Linked DNA regions of Mus musculus: region 2 is linked to region 1. The links are chromatin contacts, called in public Hi-C maps. All regions are on one chromosome and are shown on one strand. Each heading gives the region's core, a stretch centred on a gene start, on an enhancer-like site or on the middle of the called end of the contact. The rest is flanking DNA. Distances are from core to core; before and after follow the strand shown.

What was found. Hi-C and Micro-C count contacts between places; a contact is called where the count stands out from the background.
Region 2: a contact with region 1 is called in a Hi-C map of uterus. The contact joins two enhancer-like sites. A contact is called at or near these places in 2 of 15 datasets of contacts at CTCF or cohesin (the NIH/3T3 cell line and stem cell-derived epiblast-like cells), 14 of 484 Hi-C or Micro-C datasets (adipose-derived mesenchymal stem cells, bone marrow-derived macrophages, cerebellar granule neurons and 7 more), 8 of 115 datasets of contacts at active chromatin or transcription factors (embryonic basal ganglia, embryonic stem cells, extraembryonic endoderm stem cells and 5 more) and 1 of 9 other capture datasets (embryonic stem cells).

Annotation. Positions count from the first base shown.
Region 1 is chr1:88,865,816-88,872,415 of GRCm38.p6, forward strand. No RefSeq gene overlaps it. Among named protein-coding and RNA genes, the nearest start is that of Platr5, 110 kb to the left of the region's middle. Within about 2 kb of position 1,461, at least 5 of the 459 cell types and tissues checked have an H3K27ac peak or open chromatin away from gene starts, as enhancers often do. A contact at or near this core is called in uterus, where this site is marked.
Region 2 is chr1:89,193,277-89,200,348 of GRCm38.p6, forward strand. No RefSeq gene overlaps it. Among named protein-coding and RNA genes, the nearest start is that of Gm34331, 93 kb to the left of the region's middle. Within about 2 kb of position 3,240, at least 17 of the 459 cell types and tissues checked have an H3K27ac peak or open chromatin away from gene starts, as enhancers often do. A contact at or near this core is called in uterus, where this site is marked.

The DNA of each region.
Region 1 (6,600 bases), core at 211-2,710:
GCAGGCCAGGCTGCCTCCACCACCTGAGAGCACCAGGCTCTCTCTGTTCTGTTTTTGCAGACGCTATGCAAGATCCTTCCAGAATAGTCTCCTGCCTTCGCCACTGCACAGCCTAACCAGCCTCAGACTGGGGGGTGGAAGAGTAACTGAGCAGCCTGTTGGAACAATGATGGAGGACGATGGGACAGGGGAGAGCTCTGTCAACCAAGCACTTGCCAGGCAACCTTGAAGACCTGAGTGTGATTCTCAGAAACGATGCAAGAAAGCCTGCTGTGGTGGCAGATGCTTGGAGGACAGAGGACAGAGGACAGAGGACAGAGGACAGAGGACAGAGGACAGAGGAGGATCCCTGGATCTTGCAGGCAGCTCACCTGACCTACCTGGTAAGATCCAGGTTGGTGAGAGATCCTTGTCTCAGAATAGTTGAGCGGCCTAAAGAATGACACCTGAGGTCACATGCAACACGTGTGTGTGCGTGTACACACCTAAACACACACACTCTGATGCTGGCTTTACTGCCCTCTGTTTGAGATAGCTAAGGAGGTCTGCTAAGTAGAGCATTGCCTGTCAGTTCATAAAATATCACAGATGGCTAGAGGATTGTCTTAGGTAAGCCTGTCCCTAAATTAAATTCTATCCAATAAACATAGTTCAAAGAAAGAAAGAAAGAAAGAAAGAAAGAAAGAAAGAAAGAAAGAAAGAAAGAAAGAAAGAAAGAAAGAAAGAAAGAAAGAAAGAAAGAAAAAAAGAAAGAAAGAAGAAAGGAATTTATGTTTTGTCTCTCTTTCCTAAAGTTGTTTTTTATTCCTGTTGTTATTGCTACATTTCAGGCCTGGGACAGGGGGCTGAGGTGCATATTTTACACACCAAAGCAGACCAGGCCTCCAGGGTTTTCCAGCACCCCTCAATCCCATACCCTGCCCCCATCCCTGAACACTCCAGCCCAGGGGCGGTGGGGCCCGTCCCCAAAAGGCTCATCCCAATATAATCCAGACATTTTGTGCTCTCCTTGTTTCTCTTCTCTTCTCTCTCCTCTTTCTCACCCTGCCTGGGCTTTCTCTCTTGCCCTTCCCCTCTTTTTCCCCTCCCTATGGCAATAGACCTGCATGTACATATTTTAATCTGGCTTGAATTGGTTCATTTCACTGGCAGAGAAAAACCTACCAGCTATTATTTTGTGTTCATTCTTTGCTGATTTCATACATGTTAACAGTTCATTCTGGGTACCACCCCACTGCCATGCTCCTACCCACCTCCCTCCTCCCTACCTGTCACTTTCCTACATTCAAGACTTTGAGGTTTATTGTGCTTTACCATTTGCTTTATCAGAGCCATGTGTGCAGCTGTTGGGTTGGGACTGACTCTGGAGCCTGATGGCATCACCAGTAAGAACACAACTGAAGGCAGTAAATCTTTTGAGTTTATTCCTAGGAAATAGTTCAGCAGTGAAAAATAGGGCCTAGGCCCCTCCTCCACTCCCTGAACTGTCCATGGGCCAATGCAGACCCAGAACAGGCTTCCATAGCTGTCTATGGTTTCCATGGCTGTATCTTGCCCAGGAGATGTCGTTTCTCAGCTGTCTGGCCATCTTCTGGCTCCGACGGTCTCCTCCCACAGTATAACATCTGTGTCTCCACAGTTTTGATGGGAGCTGTAGGCTCTGCCTCCATAAATATGATTTAATAGAACTTTGATCCATCTTCAAAAAAAAAAAACTGAGCTGCATTTTGAGAGAACAGCCTGCTAGAAATCCAACTTCCGAGGGAGAAAATGGCTTCCTGCTTAGCCTCAAATGGCTTTGGCCGTGATTAGGTTTCAGTGTGAAAAATAAATGGGGCAGCCTGTTCAAGGCAAGAAGATGAGGAGAATGGAGAAGCACCAGGACCTAGGCAATTATAAGCAAGTCATCATATACCCTGAGCCCCGTGTCCCCACACAGAACCAGAGGAGTAAAGAGTAGGCAGCCTCCTCAAACCAACTCACCCAGGTCCCCAAATCCACAGGTCTCAGCACAGGGGGGACCTGAGGGTAAGCAGAGCAGTGCCTGGCTCAGAGTCACGCCTGTTCTGCATCCCATCCATACGTCATCCAGGCTCTGTCAGGACACTGTGCCTGGTGAACTAACACTGTTCTCGACATGGCTTTCCCTGCCATCTTCTTTGCATCTGAGTCTTTCAAGTCTGACTATCACAACAGTAACTAATAAAACAACACCAAAGATTGTTTATTCTTGATGTGCAAATCCTCTGGGCAAAGGGCTGGGACGGTCTGTTGTGGTGTGAATTTGGGATGTCCTTCATGGGCTCAAATATTTGAACTTGATCTCCAGCTGGGGACAGTGTTTGAGGAGGTTTGGGGAAGCATTTAGGAGGTGGGGCCTCACTGGAGGCAGGCCTCAGACCTTTCTATCCATCCCTACTTCCTCTTCACTCTCTGCTTTCGGAGCACATATATGGCGTGATCAGCCAGCTGCCTCTTCCTGCCACCACCTGCATTCCCTACTTGCTGCCATGTTGTCCTTCCAAGATGGACTGTGTCACTCAGGAACCATGAGTCAAAATGACCCCTCCCTGTTGAAGTTACCCTTGTCAGAGTATTTTGTCATAGAAATGAGAAAGGAGCTATGGCATAGTTGTACCCACTGGTGTGACCCACACTTACCTCTGTGTGCCTCACACAGAGAAGCCATGTGCTGCACAAACATTGTGCACACACAAATGCTTCTGCTTCTGCACACATATGGGGGAGTCGTTCAGGGGCCTATAGCTGGACAGCAGCACACAGCCCGTTCCTCCTGTCATCGTGGGCTCTATTGATAAGACATAATGGGGGAGCAAAGACAAAAAAGACGGTGAAGGCAATGGGGAGGAGATGGAGAAGGGGGTGCAGAAAGAGAAAGAGGAGGACAAAGAGGAAAGAGTGATGGAAGGAGATGCAGATGGGAAGAAGAGGGGATTGGAGGGAAAGGGGGCAAGGAAACAGTTGGGGAGGAGGGCAAGGAACCCATCAGCACATCCATGACCTCACATACTTATCTGACTTGTAAATCAGACTTTTCAAAACTACTGTCTTCATAGCTACGAAATAAGCATTATGTCATTTTAAACCGCAGTCACTATGCTGTGCAGATCAGTGATTCTTCCCAATTCACCGAATCTCTGCACCTTTTGACCAAGATCTTCCATACCTGGGGTGGCTGCCTTTCTGTCCTCTGTTCTACTGAACTCAAGCCTTTTAGATTCTGCACACAAGTGAGCACAAGCGGTACCTGTCCTTTCTTGTCTTTCTGACATTCTCTATGTTTAATGTTACCAGTGCCAGGATTATGATCCTTTTGTGGGTGCATAGTCTCTCCGCCATTCTGAGTATGAACCATCTTTTAGTGGACTCTTCAGTTGTTTCTTTAGCTTGCTGTTGTGAGACTGACTCTGGAACAGTTGTGGGAACATTGGTATGTGCTCCACATCCTGTTTCAATCTGGATGCATATATGCCCAGACATGGAGTTTTACAGGCTTAGAATCGGGCCATGTGTGTACATGCATTTGTGTAGATATCTGGGAAAGCGAGTATATGTATTTTTATGTATCCTATAATTGCAACATTGTAGCAAGCACTATTTTGTGTTCTTTGCTCTTCTGTCCCTTAAGAATATATTCTGAATATTTGTGTATGTTAAATCTTGAATTTGCTGCCCCTATGCCCAGGCATTGGTATTCAGTGACTCATTCCTCCTTACTAGGCGTTTGGGAATTTTGCATATTTTTCCATCTTAAGTAATTCTGCCAGGAATGTCTTTCCAGATCAACCTTTGTTTTTCACCTTGGAGTGAATTGGGTCAGAGGGCATTTATATTTTAAGCTATAACTGCATTTAGAGTGAGAGGCTTAAACTCAATAGGGAATTTCCAAGAGAAGCAAATCCAATTGTCTTTAATGGGTTGGAAACCTTCTGGGGGGTGGGGGACACCACAGGAGGTAGCTGGGTATATGGTACTTATCTACACATACATATTCAATGTGTGTGTGTGTGTCTGTGTGTCTGTGTACTTTGCAAATGTTTCTTTAGAAACTACCTGAGCAGCTACACTCCTCCCAGCCCCCTCCCTACATAGTCCTCCTCTGAGTGGTGGGACACACTAACTGGAGCAGCTCTTAGGCTCAGCCATGCAAAGCAATGGCAGCCCCCAGATGATCCAGTGGGACTGCTCAGCCCTCAAACAGCACACAGCTGACCACAGGCTACTGTCTCTGGATTTCTGGGATTTTGTCCAGGAGGCAATCAACTGTGAAAAAATGCCACAGCTCACGCCACTAGCTTCTAGGAAGAAAGACAAATACAAGGTAAATCTCTTCCTAAACAGAAAACAGTTTTGCTCCATAAAGTAGATGCAAAGTCACAGCTGTCGGGCATCTAGGGCGTCTAACAGCTGCCTTCTTGTTGATGCGTTTCAACCTGTTTTTACAGGATTTTAACACTTGGGTACCTGCTTCACTGTGTCCACCAGGACTAGAGAATTTTTTTTAAAGAGGTATTTCTCTTTCTTTCTTTCTTTCTTTCTTTCTTTCTTTCTTTCTTTCTTTCTTTCTTTCTTTCTTTCTTTCTTCCTTCCTTCCTTCCTCTCTCTCTCTCTCTCTCTCTCTCTCTCTCTCTCTCTCTCTTTTTCTTCCTTTCTTTCTCTCTCTCTCCCTGTCTCTTTCTTCCTTTTTTAAAAAATATTTATTTATTATATGTAAGCACACTGTAGCTGTTTTCAGACACACCAGAAGAGGGCACCGGATCCCATTACAGATGGTTGTGGAGATTTGAACTCAGGACCTCGGGAAGAGCAGTCAGTGCTTTTAACCACTAAGCCATCTCTCCAGCCCGAGAATAATTTTTGTATTGTGTAGAAAATTTCAAGGACTGTTTCAAAGCATAAAGGCTTTGAGGTTCAGATCCTCAGCACTGGATACTGGCTGGACAGCTGTGGTAACTAGCCTATGGTCCCAGAAGAAGACAGAGAAGACCACCCTGTCCCAACCAGAGCAAGCTGGGTAGCTTCAGACCTTGTCTGGATACTTAAGGTGGAGAGTAACTGAGAGAGATATTTGTTATTGTTAGGGTCATGGTGCAGGCAAATAATGAGGAAAAAAACCACTATCTTAATTAGGGTTTTACCACTGTGAACAGACGCCATGACCAAAGCAACTCTTATAAAGAACACTTAATTGGGACTGGCTTACAGGTTCAGAGGTTCAGTCCAGTATCATCAAGGCAGGAATATGGCAGCATCCAGGCAGACATGGTGCGGGAGGAGCTGAGAATTCTACATCATGTTCCAAAGACAAACAGAAGAAGACTGACTTCCAGGCAGCTAGGATGAGGGTCTTAAAGCCCATATCCACAGAGACACACCTATTCCAAGGAGACCACACCTACTCCAATAAGGCCACACTTCCAAATAATGCCACTCTCTGGGCCAAGCATATTCAAACCATGACAACCACTGAAGTCAGAAATAAACCAAAAGCAACTTTATTCATTTCAGGAAAACGCTTCTAACCTGTCAGGGTAGCCTCAGTCTCAGGCGCTGACACAACCACCTTGAAAGGTTGAGAGCAGCCTCCTCTTGAAGCATAAACCCACAAGCAGATGCTCAGGGGAGAGTAAAGAAGGAATTCGTAAGTTGGGGGTTAGTTCTGCAGCCCAGGGTGTGGCAGATAGCGGATGTTGGTGCAAGCTCAAGGCTATTCTTAGGCAGTGGTCTTAGTCTTTACAGGGCTCATGCCGGCCAGGTGGATTTACTGCAGCTGACAAGAACGCAGGACTTAAGGGCATGCAGTAAGATGGGGGCGACAGACCAATGCCTCAGATTGCTCTGAGCTCTTCATTATGAAATATAATGCAGCAGCAGGTTGGGGTAACTGGCAGGCCCTTGTCAAGGTGTCTCCCTGAGAAATCACACCATGAGACAGATCTGATATAAGGAAGGTTCATTTAGGGGAAGAGAGGGATGGGAGGACCTGAAGAAGGGGTAGAGGCAGACAGACTGGAGCAGAGCCATAAGGGCAGAGAAGAAGGGACAGAGAAGGACAGGATTGGGGAAAAAGAGGCCAGCCAGGAACATGTGGGGACAGAGAGAGAGGGGACTGGAGTGCTGAGCCGTCTTTTTATGTGCCAGGCCACCTGCACCTGGCAGGCAGCAGGTAATGGCAGCAGCTGATGAAGTAAGTCGCTGCTAGGTCCCTGGGAGGAGCCTAGTGGAATTGCCTGTAAGCTTACAACATCTGACATCAACCCCTACCCTCCACACACATATGCACACACGTGTACAAGCATATATACATGTAAAAACATATATACACACATGCCTGTACTCCACACAGACATAAAAAAAGACAAGCATATAAGTAAATAAATATCACATAGGAGCAGGGTACTTCCCTGGCTAGCATGGGCGTTGGAAGTGCTGCACAGAGAAGAACAAGATTCTAAAAAAGATGCTGTTGCTTCAACAAAGACTCATTGAACACTGGCAGCTTAGTCTTCCATGGCAACTGCACAGAGTTTGGAGTCACCTGGGAGACACACCTCTGAGTGTATCTGTGAGGATGTTTCC
Region 2 (7,072 bases), core at 1,990-4,489, 330 kb after region 1:
CTTGACCCCATTAATGAGGAATCCATGGGCCTCACCTCTCAAAAGTTGAGACTAGGGGCTGGTGAGATGGCTCAGCCAAAAAGAGCACCCGACTGCTCTTCCAAAGGTCCTGAGTTCAAATCCCAGCAACCACATGGTGGCTCGCAACCATCCATAAGGAGATCTGACTCCCTCTTCTGGAGTGTCTAAAGATAGATACAGTGTACTTACATATAACAAATAAAAAAATCTTAAAAAAAAAGTTGAGACTAGAGGTATGTGCCACCACACCCAGCTATCTAAGCGACATTTCAAGATTTCCAGAGGTCCTAAGCTGCCTAGGAATTTGCATTTTTTAACGAATCCTTTAAGTGATTTCTAAATAAAATCAGTCTCCAATGCAGGAATCAAGCAGCACCCACACACACCTCAAGAAGTCGAGTTTTATGAAAGTGAACAGCTTTCAACTCCAAATAGCAGCGAGAGAGTGGGCGGCTGGAGGAGGGGCAGCTGCTGACGATGAGGAAAGGGGGAGGGGTCTCCATGGAGAAGTTGACATTCATAAAACAGTGCTTTAAGCAAATGAAACTTGCCTGAGAAGTAAGTCAATGATCCAAAAGAGAAGACAGAAAAGTTACAGTCCAACTCTACACCCCAACCCCACCCCTGCAAAGCACATCCCACCACCCGTCTCCTCGTACAGCTGGAATCTATTTAGAAGATAATGGGGGAGATATTTTACAGGTCTTGATCCATTTAGAAATAACAGATTCATTAAATTATCACCAGGCTCCATCAACTCTTCCCCTGAACCCCCTGCAGGCAGAATACCTCCCACCAATGTCCTCACCATGGTGCCCAAGACCCAAGGATATGTGATGTTTCATGACAAAAGGAGTTTTGCGAGCAGGGTTGAGTTGACAGAATTTAAAATAGGGAGGGTGAGCCTGGACTACACAGGTAAGCCTAACCTGAATGCATAGAACCTCTCTAGCTGCAGTCCTAAGATAATAACACCTGTAAAAATGTAGGAGGGTGTGAAGGACGAGACTCATCCTCTGCTGATGGCGGGACCACCGGAAAAGGAGAAACAAAAACAAAAACAAAAACGTGGGCAGCCAATAAGAAACACATTTGAGAAAAGGCTTCCTGCTTGGCAACCACATAGCTGCTGGCCCCTGGCTTCCGGGGGTTGGCACTGACCTGTGGGACTACGATATGAAAAGGGATAAGTTTTCCACACCATGTTCGTGATGTTTGTTCTCACGTGCTGTGGGGGCGGTGAACAAGGGGAGTCTGAAGTGCACACTCGACACGGCCTCACCTAAAACACATTAAACTAACTCCTGGGTGGTCACGTGGCCAGGCCATCCCTCCGCGGCAAGGTCCAGCCCAACCTGCGGGACCATGGAGAGGAAAGAATTCCTATGATGCTTCTGGGAAAGACCCGATAAGAGGAGGGGCCACAAACTGAAGGGTTGGCTGGGTGGCTCCTGTAGTGCAGATGGCCCAGCTGTCCCCTGGGCAGCTCAGGCTGAGGTTTCTTTTAGGAAGAGCTAACGGAGCTTGGGCTGTCAGTTCCAAATCCAGCCTTTACTCCCAGAAACTAATGCCTTTGTCCTTGCTGGCTTCTTGTGGCTATTGTCCATTTCCTGGTCGTTCCCTACCAGAGTTCAGGGTATGGCTGGGTTGTTAGTAGGATAGCGCTGCCTCTGACTTCTAATTTTACCCAGACAATGTATCCAAGTCTTTACACTTCGCGTCCTTACTTGTGAAATATGGTGACACAGTACAACACCCTCCCACGCTCCTGAAGTTTCTCTTTCTGAGGTTCCAGTGAAGCCATGATTGGCTGAGGTTCAAAAGTATTCGATGGAAAACTCTAGAAATAAACACTTCATAAGTTTTCAGTCGTATGTTCCTCTCAATTGTGTGACGAGATCTCATCTCTAATTCATCTCTTACAGGATGTGGCTTCAACCACTGGCTACCTTTTAATCACCCAATAGTTAGTTGTCTTGGGTACCAGACCAGTTGTCATAGTAGCACAGTGCTGTTTTAGTAACCCCTTATTTTACTTAATAATGACTCCATAACTCAAGAGCAATGATATTGACAGTTTAACTGCAGGTGGGCGGTTCTGGGAGACTCAGGCCCAGGACCCAGGGTCTTTCATGTGACTGGAGGGCCATCTTGTTCCAGAAGTTTCTTGGAGCCTTCTGGAGTAAGTAACCTTTGACTTGGACTCCAAAACCCAGATCTAGCATCTAGCTCTCAATAGCTGTTTTTCCAGTTAATTTTTTTCAATGCTAGAGATTAAAGCCAGAGCCTTGAGCATACCAGGCAAGCACGCTATACTGATCTGTGTATCCCCAGCAATATGGAGTATTAACAACTATTAGTTTATTTTATGTGTATGAGTGTTTTACCCGTATGTATGTCTGTGTACCACCTGCTGAGGTGAAAGAGGAAGTCAGATCCCCTGGAACTGGGGTCACAGATGGTTGTGAGCCACCATGTGGGTCCTGGGAATTGAACCCATGTGGGTCCTCTGTAAAAACAGGTATTTTTAACTGCTGAGCCACCTTTCCAGCTCCACGTGGACGTTTTAAAAACGGTTTTCTTCTGTATCTCCAGGAGAAACCTCCCAGAAGGCCCACTATGGGCAACTGCGTCAAACTAGGATTCTCCAGCTAGATCTCTCCAGCATCCCTTCCTGGAGATGTGCAGGTTTGGAGACTGGAGGTCAACAAATGCTCAGCTGTGTTGCTCAACAGGGGCTCAGGCAGCTGCTCAGGGCTGACTTAGATGTGAGCCAATATCCAGATAGTAAATACCCCGTCCCCCCACCCCCACCCCCACCCCCACCCCACCCTCACCCCCACCCCCACACAACCACTCATCCAGAATCTTCCATCTTCTCAACAAGCTCACTGTCCTGTCTTCTCTGTCTGAACAGGGCTTGCCAAGGCAGTGACTTGCTGTGGTCAGTCACTGTTTAGCTGGAAAGCTAGCGCCACCTGCTGGCTTAGAAGTCCCATATTTGGGTCCAGGACAGGATCTACCCATCTAGGGAAAACTCCCCAACGGTCTCAACAATGTTGCCAATTAGATCTCTTTGACGTAGACAAAAGGAACCCACCCTAGAGCAAGCTTTAGAATCTCAGTTTCATTATAGCCACCTCCCATGAAACACGGCAAAGCCAGCCCACATGGACTCCGGCACAGAGTGGCTCTAATGCTAAACCTCTGCTCCAGTGAGCACCACTACACGGAACTCAAGGAAGGACTCCTCCACAGGGCTGTGGCCTTGAAGCCACAGGCTTTACCCCAGAGCTGATATGACTTGCAGGCTGTTGAGCTGGGAGCATTTGGAAAGGAGAAGATTCGAAATAATCTGCTTACTAGTCTCCTTTAAAACAAAACAAAACAAAACAAAACCAAAACAGAGCATCCATTTCTCATTAGTGCGTCCAGAAAGTGCTAGAAAGGAACAGGACACTCATGGCAGCCGCCTGTGGTGTCTAAAAAGCACTTTTCAATGTAAAGCTGTTTGTGCCACTGTAAAGGTTTGCTTGTTTTTAATTATATTTCATTCTTTGTTGTCGGGATACATCCATGTGGAAGTTCTCCTGCCGGGCTTAGAGCACAACTCTTAGGAGTTGCTTCTCCCCTTCCACAGTGAAGGTTCTGGGCCTCAAACTCAGATCACCTGAGACCAGCAGGCATCTTTATACCAGCTGAATGACCTCAGTGGCCCATTTGTGTCCCTTTGAGATTGTGTATGTAAGTCTTGGGGAGCCATCCGAACATGTGCAGAGCAGAAGCCGATGTTGCTGTTTCTCTAGAAAGCATGACTCAGCTGCCTAGTTCTGATTTGATTTTTGAGACAGGGTCTTATAATACAGCCCGTGCTGGCCTCAAACTCACTAATTAGCCCAGGCTGGCTCCCAATGGCATCTCCTATGAACATCACTACACCCAGGTCAGTGTAGCTTTAAGGAACAGTGATAAGCATGCAAGCAGGAATAGTTTCAATGATAAAATGATAAAATCGAAGCACTTTGTATATTTTATGCTAATCTCTTTTATGGAATCCTCTTGCCATGTTAAATCTGATGTGTGGGTTTCTGGTATAATTTAAGACTTTCATTGACCATTTTAATGACCGTATTAGCTGACTTGGGTTTCTTGAAGATGGATATTATGCAAAACTACCTGAGAACCTCAATGGGTCAGGAAGTCCACCCTGACTGTTGTTCTTGTCCACAGAAAGGACCATATTAGTAGCAACAGAGGCGATGTTTCTGTTGAAATGAAGAAAAGGCAAATATGGTTACTAGGAGCCTGACTTACATAAGCTGTCACTTGGTGGCCCATTCGCTGGCCCATGGAAGGGGCATTCAGGCGTAGGCATCATTGAGTCTGCGCAGGCATTTTACGGCTACATTGGCAATTTGCAGTCATTTAGAATAACAGCTTTTCATATATTGCTCTCTTTTGGATGTTATGAAGATATTTTTAAAAATGGTTTATTGGTTTGTTAGCCATTTTATCTTTTCAAACAACAGTGTGTTATAACTATCTAGAGAGAGAGAGAGAGAGAGAGAGAGAGAGAGAACAGTATGGGTTGTTATCTCTTTGTGGCGTTTGTTGCCTCAGGCATGGACATTAGGGAACTATTACAATTGAGTTTTATAAATAGAAAACTTGTGTAAGTGGCCCCAGTAGATGGCATTCTAGTTTATAGAAGGGTTGGGGAAAACATTCATAATATTAAGCTGGCGATCTGGGAGGGAGCTCTAGAGGGAGTTCCCTGACTTGGCTACAGGGAGGACAAAGATGGCCAGCTAACAACACCAAGATCAAGAGAGGGGGGCCCAAGAAGCAGGCATGGTGGAAGGGCCTGAGCTGAGTTCAAGAATCCTCAGGGCAGCTTCCAGGAAACTCCTGTCCCTTTCCCGGAGGAACCAAGGACACTTCGGCTGCCTCTTTGACCTTCTGGGGCTACTGAGGCAAACTGCCCCAAAGAATTGAAATTTCCCCAAGATTCCATTGTAACTTTCCCTCATACATCAGCCTCTGGAAACAAAGGGGCCCAGAGAATGAAAATGTCCCCGGGAATCCCATGCTTGGGATTGCCCCTGGTGCCAACCGCAGGAGGAACTTGCCTCCCAGAAAGAGATTATCTACAGCTGGCAACTTAAATCAATGAATATTTCTTGGCCATTGTTTAATCTTTACTAAGAAATGTTGGCTCTGTCCAAGAAAAGCAGAGAAATCTAGGGCTCAGTGCACTTCTGTTCTAACTATTCCATAGCATGCAAAAGGGTGTTTGGGGTATAGGTACACCTTCCTAAGAAACCCTATTTTCAGAGGTTTTATTTTCTTCTTTCTTTTTTTGAGATAGAGTCTTAAGTAGACCAGGCTGGCCTGGAGCTCACAGAGATCCAACTGCCTCTGTGTCCTTAGTGCCAGGATTAAAGGTGTGTGCCATTACACTTGGCATATGCAACCTTTGTCTCCATTTAAAATTGTATTTCTTTTCTTTTCATGTGTTTGGATGCATGTACATGTGTGAACTCACGTGTGCCTGCTGCCCTCAGAGGCATCAGAAGAGGAAATTTGATGCTTGGAACTGGACACACAGAGGGCAGCGAGCCAGCATGTGGGTGCAGGGAACGGAACCTACACCCTCTGACAGAGCAACAAGTGCTCCTATCAGCTGAGCTCCCGTCTCTTGACTCTGACTTGAGTGTAAACGTATAGTTAAGATGACTCTTGTCCTTGATGGGCACACCACCACCATCTGTCCAGTTGTTGGGAGCCGCGCCCACATTCGCCGTTACAAGATGGCGCTGACAGCTGTGTTCTAAGTGGTAAACAAATAATCTGCGCATGTGCCAAGGGTATCTTATGACTACTTGTGCTCTGCCTTCCCCGTGACGTCAACTCGGCCGATGGGCTGCAGCCAATCAGGGAGTGACACGTCCGAGGCGAAGGAGAATTCTCCTTAAAAAGGGACGGGGTTTCGTTTTCTCTCTCTCTTGCTTCTCGCTCTCTCTTGCTTCTCGCTCTCTCTTGCTTCTTGCTCTCTTGCTTCTTGCACTCCTGGCTCCTGAAGATGTAAGAAATAAAGCTTTGCCGCAGAAGATTCTGGTCTGTGGTGTTCTTCCTGGCCGGTCGTGAGAACGCGTCTAATAACAATTGGTGCCGAATTCCGGGACGAGAAAAAACTCGGGACTGGCGCAAGGAAGATCCCTCATTCCAGAACCAGAACTGCGGGTCGCGGTAATAAAGGTTCCCGTAAAGCAGACTGTTAAGAAGGATTCAACTGTATGAATTCAGAACTTTTCAGCTGGGGAACGAGAGTACCAGTGAGTACAGCTTTACGAGGTAAGTCTGATCTTGAACTTTCTAACGAAATTCAAGACAGTCTATCAGAAGTAAAGTGGAATATGTTTGGCCTTGAATTTTTTCTGGTGTTAGGAGCCCTTTTGTTCCTTTTCACATGTTATCAAGTGGTTAAGATAGGGCGGATTCTAGAGGAAATTCAGGACAAGCTATCAGAAGTAAAGCGGGGAGAGAGAGTAGGAACAAAGAGGAAATATGGTACACAAAATAAGTATACAGGCCTTTCCAAGGGTCTTGAACCCGAGGAAAAGTTAAGGTTAGGTAGGAATACCTGGAGAGAGATTAGAAGAAAAAGAGGAAAAAGGGAAAAGAAGAAAGATCAATTAGCGGAGGTCTCTAGGAAAAGGAGCCTGTGCTCATCGCTGGATGGGCTCGGGAAGCCAGCTCTTAGTAGCTCTGAAGCAGGTGAAGAATCCTCCTCTGAGGAAACAGACTGGGAGGAAGAAGCAGCCCATTACCAGCCAGCTAATTGGTCAAGAAAAAAGCCAAAAGCGGCTGGCGAAGGCCAGTTTGCTGATTGGCCTCAGGGCAGTCGGCTTCAAGGTCCGCCCTATGCGGAGTCCCCGCCCTGCGTAGTGCGTCAGCAATGCGCAGAGAGGCAGTGCGCAGAGAGGCAGTGCGCAGACTCATTCATTCCCAGAGAGGAACAAAGGAAAATACAACAGGCATTTCCGGTCTT